Regions from separate parts of the Arabidopsis thaliana genome. Here region 1 is linked to region 2. Evidence: chromatin contacts called from public ChIA-PET data. All regions are on one chromosome and are shown on one strand. The core of a region is the stretch at or near the end of the contact, and the rest is flanking DNA. Distances in the headings are between cores, read along the strand shown.

Region 1 (3,815 bases), core at 1,141-3,640, 35 kb before region 2:
AATATCACACCTTTTGAAACAAGCCCATTAAGATCCTAGGAAACCTGTTCCAATACCACTCACCGGAATTCCACAGAATAAAAGATTCCGATCATAAATTCTACAATCATCGAATTATAATAGTGATATCGATACAAACATACCAAAGCTTAGAACTTTACAAAATTGAAAACTCGCCGGAAAAAAAGATGCAAAGGGGACCTCTGATTAAACGACGTTTCTTCTTGTTTGTCCTCTCGCATCAACTGTACTGGGCCTAATAAATAAACGGTTCTGGATTATTGGGCCTAAAGTAGTGAGGAATCATGGCCCCTTTATATAACGTGTGCGTTACTAAAAACACACACTGAGAAACTCTCAATCTGAGCAGATATTTACCCAATCAGGGATTCAGGAAGAGAAGCAGAGAAAGAAATGGAGATAACACTGAACAGTGGCTTCAAGATGCCGATCGTCGGCTTAGGAGTATGGAGAATGGAGAAGGAAGGGATTCGAGACCTTATCCTCAATGCCATCAAGATCGGCTATCGCCATCTCGACTGTGCTGGTATTCACTTGTTCTCTCAAAACCTTCTCTTTCTGATCTTTGTTGCTTCTGGTTTGTCTAAATATGTGATTTGAATACTGGGTTTGTTTTAACTTTTTGATAGTTGGAATCTTTCTTGGAAAATATGTCTTTAAGATTTGTTTTTTTTTTCATAGTCTCTATAAACTTGTTATCTAAAGTAAATGCTCTCTGTACATCTTTATTTGCATCTGATTCTGAAGTTCTAAGTATTTGGAATCATAGAATGATCTAGATTCTATTGCTGTATTGATGACAGATTGTTCTATAATAGCTTTTAACTTGTTACTTATTATAGACAGAGTTCAGCTTTGTTTTAATTCTATTGTGTGATTTGCGTTGTTTTAAGTCTTGATTTTGGTGTGTTCGTTTTCCTTGGTGCAGCTGATTATAGGAATGAGACCGAAGTTGGTGATGCTCTTACAGAAGCATTCAAGACTGGTCTGGTTAAGAGGGAGGATCTCTTCATTACAACCAAGGTCCAATCGAAAACTATACAGCTATGATCTCAATTTAATGTGAGCAAGCTCTGATCTGTGATCTGAATTGGTTTTTTGCAGCTATGGAATTCAGACCATGGCCATGTCATTGAGGCCTGCAAAGACAGTCTCAAGAAACTTCAACTTGATTACCTCGATCTCTTCCTCGTTCATTTTCCCGTAGCAACGAAACACACCGGTGAGGCCTCTGCCTCATTAGCGTTTTATTAGTCTAGAGTCAGAGACCATTGCATTTCGTTTTATTACAAGTCCTCCTTTTTCACTGACTGAGATCAAGTTTTCTTAAGTGTCTTCTATATATGCTTTGCAGGAGTAGGGACAACCGATAGTGCTTTGGGCGATGACGGGGTATTGGACATAGACACGACCATCTCTCTGGAAACTACATGGCACGACATGGAAAAGCTTGTTTCTATGGGTTTAGTCCGCAGCATTGGAATCAGGTTCAACTTCTCTCACTATCATTACAAGTTCTCTTGTTTAGTCGCCAATATATGAATTTTTTGACCATTAGGTTTTTTGCAGTAACTATGATGTCTTTCTAACGAGAGATTGCTTGGCTTACTCCAAGATCAAACCTGCTGTGAATCAGATCGAGACACATCCTTACTTCCAACGTGATTCTCTTGTCAAATTCTGCCAGAAACATGGTATCTGTGTCACTGCTCATACTCCTCTCGGAGGTGCCACAGCCAATGCCGAGTGGTTTGGCACCGTGTCATGCCTGGATGATCCAGTTCTCAAAGTAAGCCCCATCCTCTAAACCTTAAAAGTTTGGATTGAACCTTTGACAATTAAAAAAGGACTGCGTTTATCTGAATTCTTAGGATGTGGCCGAGAAGTACAAAAAGACAGTGGCACAAGTTGTCCTGAGGTGGGGAATCCAGAGAAAAACGGTGGTGATACCAAAGACATCAAAGCCTGCGAGATTGGAAGAGAACTTTCAGGTTTTCGACTTCGAACTATCGAAAGAGGACATGGAAGTGATCAAAAGCATGGAGAGGAAATACCGCACGAACCAACCAGCCAAGTTTTGGAACATTGATCTCTACGCTTGATCACACTCTCTCTATCTACATGAATAAATGAAGCTTAAGAAGATAAACAACGAGAAGAAGCCATAGCTTTACCTGAAACATTCTCAAATGTTTGTGAGCCTATCTTTCATACATAAACTCATGTTGTTAAACAGATTATGATTTCTTAAGTACTACAATATCACACATTGATGGAAAGTGATATAGATTTCTCTCTTCTCTATTTATATGCTTAAATCCACAATGAATCATTATTGTAACTGAAAGAGGATATTTAAAAAGACGAGTATACCCTTGATTTCTCTTGTTTAGTAGTAGAGAAGAGGGTAATTTGGTAAATGACGAAGTAAGTACATTGAGCTTCTTCGCGGACAGAGACACTATCTCTCTCTCTCTCTACCCTTTGGATCTTTCTTCTCGATCAATTATCCATTTTGCCCAGATTTTTTCCAGAAGCTCATCGAATTCGTAAGCTTTCGCGCCTTTTCCTCTCTTTAATTTATTTGTTAATCAATTTTGAATGTGTTGTATCTCTAGGGTTTATAATTTCAGTTTCACCCTTGTTTTCTATTGTTTCGCGGAATAATCTCTTGTCATGGAAGGTTTAGATTGATTCGACCTTTTTGATCTTGACCTAATTTATTCCAATTTTCGTAAAATTGTTCCTTAAGACCTGTTTCTCTGACTAGCTCAGATTGATTTTGGTATCTGAATCAATTGCGGAACCCTAACTGGCAGATCAATTCGAGAAGTTTTGATTTTGTTTGAAGATAGTGAATTGCGAGTTCAGTGTGCTAATATCTGCTTGTAATTCTTACTCTTCAATTGTTTTCATAGATCGAATCACAATGTTTGAAATTTGGTTTCACTGTTGCTGAGTGTGTTTGGAGGAGAAGCTTGATTGGTTCGGTGTTTCACTGTTTGAAGATTATAAGAGTTATGGAGAATGGTGGTCAGTATGATAATGCGCGGTTCAAGCCCGATTACTTCAAAGGTGCACAATCTATGGTAAGACTTAAGATTTTTGGTTTCCTAAAGATATGTTTTTGTTAGTGTGATTGAAGTTATATAAGCAAAGAATGTTTGTTACAGTGGAATATGATTCCCCAGCATCAGATTAAGGAACAACATAATGCGTTGGTGATGAATAAGAAGATCATGTCCATCCTTGCTGAGAGAGACGCTGCTGTACATGAAAGAAATCAAGCTGTCTCTGCTAAAAAGGAAGCTGTCGCTGCTCGGGACGAAGCGCTTCAGCAACGTGACAAAGCTCTTTCTGAGAGAGATAAAGCTTTGATAGAGAGAGATAATGCTTATGCTGCTCTTCAACACCATGAAAATAGTCTCAACTTTGCTTTGTCTGGTGGGAAGTGTGTTGATGGAGATGATTGTTTTGGTATTGGGGAACCCCACAAACTTGAAGTCTTCCCTTTGTCAACTATTCCGCCTGAGGTTACAAACACGAAGGTGGTGAACAAAAGGAAGAAAGAGAACAAGCAGGGACTATCAAAGGTGAAAAAAGTGGGTGAAGATCTGAACCGTCGAGTTCCTGCTCCTGGAAAGAAATCTAGAACAGATTGGGACAGTCAAGATGTCGGTTTGAACTTAGTCACCTTCGATGAGACGACAATGCCTGTACCCATGTGTTCGTGCACAGGCTCTACGCGTCAGTGTTACAAATGGGGAAATGGCGGCTGGCAATCGTCTTGCTGC
Region 2 (3,825 bases), core at 541-3,040:
GCCTCGGTAGACCTAGTTCCTACTTCCACCTTGGAAACCTTTTTGGTTTTCTGGTAAAAGAGGAGATTATCAAAGGAATGTTTAACTGCACAAATGATGAACCAGAAAAAGAGATCCAATGGTTTACCTTGGTGAGACGCTGAACTTGGCTGTATGCCCATAGACCGAGGAGGAGGAGGAGACCGATTCCGAGTGTTAAAAGGAAAACAGATTCGCCGCTGAGAAGACCTCCAGATTCAACTACCTCTATGGTTCCATTGTAGAAGACACTCTGGTATGGCTTTCCTTCCACATCGTATATGATATAACCCACCAGATCAAATGCTCCAGGCTGTGCAACACCAAGCAAGATTAGATCTTTCGGAGTTTTTTCTCAATAACAATTGTATTTTAAGAATGAACGAGAATGATGTATTGTCTATTGTGGAATATGTTTACCTGCAAGTACTGGCTGACTGCAAAGATGTATGGGAATGTTGCTTGAAGAGACGTTGGGATGGATGCATTGTTAAGTCTCTGCAATAGAATGCAAGCATGTGAACAACAAAAAACAATAAAATGATAACAAATATTTAGACAAATAGTTTCCTAGTCAAATGCTTACCAACATGGTTAGATTCTGAACCAACAACTTATGATCATAAGGAAGATGAACGCTGGCCCTAATTCCCATCACACCTACTCTAGTTTTCCCTGTTAAGTCACAGCCAATTTGGAGATATTTAGTTTTGACAACAAAACAGAAAACTCAACACAAAGAGAGCTAAAGCTAAAAGAGGTATTAGCTACCTTCATTTTTAAGACCAACAAGGAGCTCAGTCTCTTCTCCAGCTGGAACCACTGCAGGAAACAAAGAGCATTAAAAACCAAATCTTTAAGATCACAACAACGGATAGATAAATACGTAAGAAAGGAGGAGTAAACACATACATTTGGCACTGTTTTTGGGGAAAACACAAACAGTCTCAACTCCTGGAAATGAGGACAAGTTCATATCCAAATCATGGTCATCTTCCTCAACCGCATCATCAGTGTTTTCTCCCACAACATCGTCAACAAGACTTGAATGATCCTCGGCATCCGATTGACATCTAGCAACTGATCAAAAGAAACAACATGAAAACACATCAGGTCACTAAAGCATAACGTCTTCTTCAGAAAATGTTACAATTTGCAATTTTTCCTCTACCCAAGAACAATGGCGAGTGTAAAGTAAGAAAATAAAGACATGCAACGAAGACACTATTGAAGAATCTATTACTAGGGGATTCGATCTACGTTTTAAAGTTTGTATCTTTGAAACCACATTGCTCTAGGATTGGCAGCAACACACAAAACACAGAGCTACAATGTTCGAAGGCAAAGTATTGTTAAAGGAGCTCAATTTCACTCGGATCGATGAATAAGGACATAACGTTACCAGATCCTTTAAGAAACCAGATCGGAAACAGAGATCAAATGTGAAATCCAATCAGAAAACGCGAAGGAAACAAAACGGATCTAGATCTACAAAATCAATGGAAAAACAAAAAGAGAAGAGAGAGGAGACCTACCTTGAAGCAGAGGAGATGCAAGGAGAAGGAGAGCGAGGAACAAAACCCTAAGATTCATCATCGCTTGATTCTATCAAATATGGTCAACGAATTTGCGAATGAATGAGAACAGTGTCTCTCTCGATGCTATTTATGCTTTTGCTCTTTCACACTAAATTAATTTATTTCTGAAAAAAAAAAGATAACAACACAACCATAGAAACCCTCGCAAAACGACAGCGTTTTGTCTGGTCTCTCAATTTATTTCGTGTGATTTTGTTGCCTTGTATACATCAGGGGATTCACAAATTGGTTTCTAACATTCTTAATTTGTGTGCTCTCATTATAAATTTGTAATCACAAGATCTCATACTAAATTTTCACATGACATGAAAAATCACAAAATAACGGGTACTAAAGAAATCAAACAGTTCCATTATTTTAAGAAAAATTAAAAAACGAGTGTAATGGTACATTGAGGGAAGAAGAATGAGCATTAAAAATGCCATGAACATTCCACTACTATTACACCAAATCTGATCAATCATGTCAACAAACGATCCATCAAAAGCATGTTCTGGTCCAGAATTAATCCCCATGGACTGTGTACCGTTCCCATTTCTTTGTCGGGTCGTAAATCTGAACAATTATAATGCAAAACAATAAGATTCAAAGTCTAGCTGAGAATGAAAAGTGCAGAGAAAAGATTATTTGAGAGTTACCTCCCATCTGGAAGCAGGGAATATATGCTTGTTCTTCTCGTACCAATGCCTCTCCACAACTTTACCCGCATGCGACTTCATTAACACCACATTTTACAATGCTTTAGAAACAACTTTCCATCATCAAACTACTCTCTTTTCTCATGTGATCGGGTCAGGGAAACATACCTCGTCTTTCTCTATCGTTGCATCTGCTATTGTTCTCACGTCTTCATGCACATCAAAGTGAAACAGCTGTTAACAAGAACAATGTAGGAGAAGTGAGTCTCGGTTACAATTTCTATATAAACTGAATTTCAAAAAGTGTCGACAAGGCATACCGGCCCACTCTTCCCCCTCGCTTTGTTAATGATCAGCTCATAGAAACTGTGTTGCTACATTTACAAAAAAATACCCCATGTTATCGTTAAGTCCTATATAGTAAAGGGAGGATAACTTGGTAAGTTTAAAGGGTTCTCACATGTGGAATAATAAGATCTTCCTTTACATATAGTAAATTCTCCACTGATGCCGTCCGAATCTCCCGGAAGTCAGGGGCAAGCTGCTGCTGAACAGCCCGCAGAAAATTCCCAATTGGGTCACCCTTGCGGACCTGTAAAATGGGTATATATCATAAAGGTAAGTAAATGATCACACACGTAAGGCTCAAGCAGTATGACAAAGGTGTAGTTTGTGCTTGCCTGAATAACTCGTCTATGGCCAGTCCCATCCCAGTAACTGTAAGTAATCTCAAGAGGCTCGTCTGAAAAACAAAAAATAGTTAGACAATCTTCCTTGAATCAAGTATTACAACTGAAATTAGAAGGTAACTAGAAAATGGACAACTTTTAATCTGCTCTTGTTCACGAAGCCACTGCTTCTTCAGCCTTTCACGTTCAGCTTGTTCCTCCGCCTCCCTCTCACTGAAACAGCAACCTCAAAACACCACAGCTAAAGTTGAGACTTACTGCAAAAGCAGACAAGGAAGATAAAGATAAACAAGAGAGCTAGAGATCACCTGTCAGGCAGGAAATTCGTTTCCACTGAGGGGTCCTTGCCAAGTTTTCCGCAGCGTAAGTTCCCTGTCCCAGAACTCTCTGCATAAATAGTGTACATGATAGAAGTTACAAAAAGGACAACATTAGATGATATTATAAATTCCTACGCAGCAAGCTATTTGCATCTCAAATCCTCCAACAACCAAGCAATATTCCAATCTACATTTGTAGAATTAATGTCTGTAATACATGATGAGATTCTTTATTACTGCAAAAGATGGAGACTATATTTTGTCAACTTCCATACATTTTAAAAAGGATTTTATTAAATCTGCGAAAGATAGATAAATATTTTTTCAACTTTTACAAAAAGGAAAAAAGTTATAGTGGTTTAATTGAATGACAGCATGTATCACACCTAATCCTAACTATACCACAATTCACCATTGATGTAACAACAGCATATTCAGGAATCAAGTTAAAAGCTTAAGAAAATCTAATAAAAACAGTCGAGGTAGACTAAGTCCTATCTACGAGATTGATGAATGAATGCACTTACTGTTTTCTCCATCATCTTCATCACTGCCATTCTCA

Evidence for each region. ChIA-PET counts read pairs in DNA pulled down with a chosen protein or histone mark.
Region 1: an H3K4me3 ChIA-PET map of shoot shows a contact between it and region 2, with 10 read pairs. The contact joins the promoter of BPC4 here to the promoter of AT2G21160 in region 2. A contact is called at or near these places in 3 of 26 Hi-C or Micro-C datasets (leaf and seedling), 1 of 2 datasets of contacts at active chromatin or transcription factors (shoot) and 1 of 3 other capture datasets (seedling).

Annotation. Positions count from the first base shown.
Region 1 is chr2:9,101,716-9,105,530 of TAIR10.1, reverse strand. BPC4 (basic pentacysteine 4) reads left to right here and starts at 2,390. Exons shown (of 3, transcript NM_127696.4): 1 at 2,390-2,570; 2 at 2,940-3,110; 3 at 3,195-3,815. The coding sequence starts at 3,042. It overlaps AT2G21250 (NAD(P)-linked oxidoreductase superfamily protein), which reads left to right and starts at 344. Exons shown (of 6, transcript NM_127697.3): 1 at 344-547; 2 at 950-1,044; 3 at 1,126-1,243; 4 at 1,376-1,508; 5 at 1,591-1,810; 6 at 1,893-2,395. The coding sequence starts at 415. The coding sequence ends at 2,123.
Region 2 is chr2:9,066,217-9,070,041 of TAIR10.1, reverse strand. AT2G21160 (Translocon-associated protein (TRAP), alpha subunit) reads right to left here and starts at 1,790. Exons shown (of 8, transcript NM_127686.4): 1 at 1,554-1,790; 2 at 931-1,098; 3 at 790-840; 4 at 605-693; 5 at 439-516; 6 at 128-331; 7 at 1-50. The coding sequence starts at 1,614. It overlaps XCT (XAP5 family protein), which reads right to left. Exons shown (of 12, transcript NM_127685.4): 4 at 3,791-3,825; 5 at 3,252-3,330; 6 at 3,080-3,156; 7 at 2,935-2,996; 8 at 2,715-2,846; 9 at 2,575-2,628; 10 at 2,423-2,488; 11 at 2,255-2,329; 12 at 1,814-2,171. The coding sequence ends at 2,121.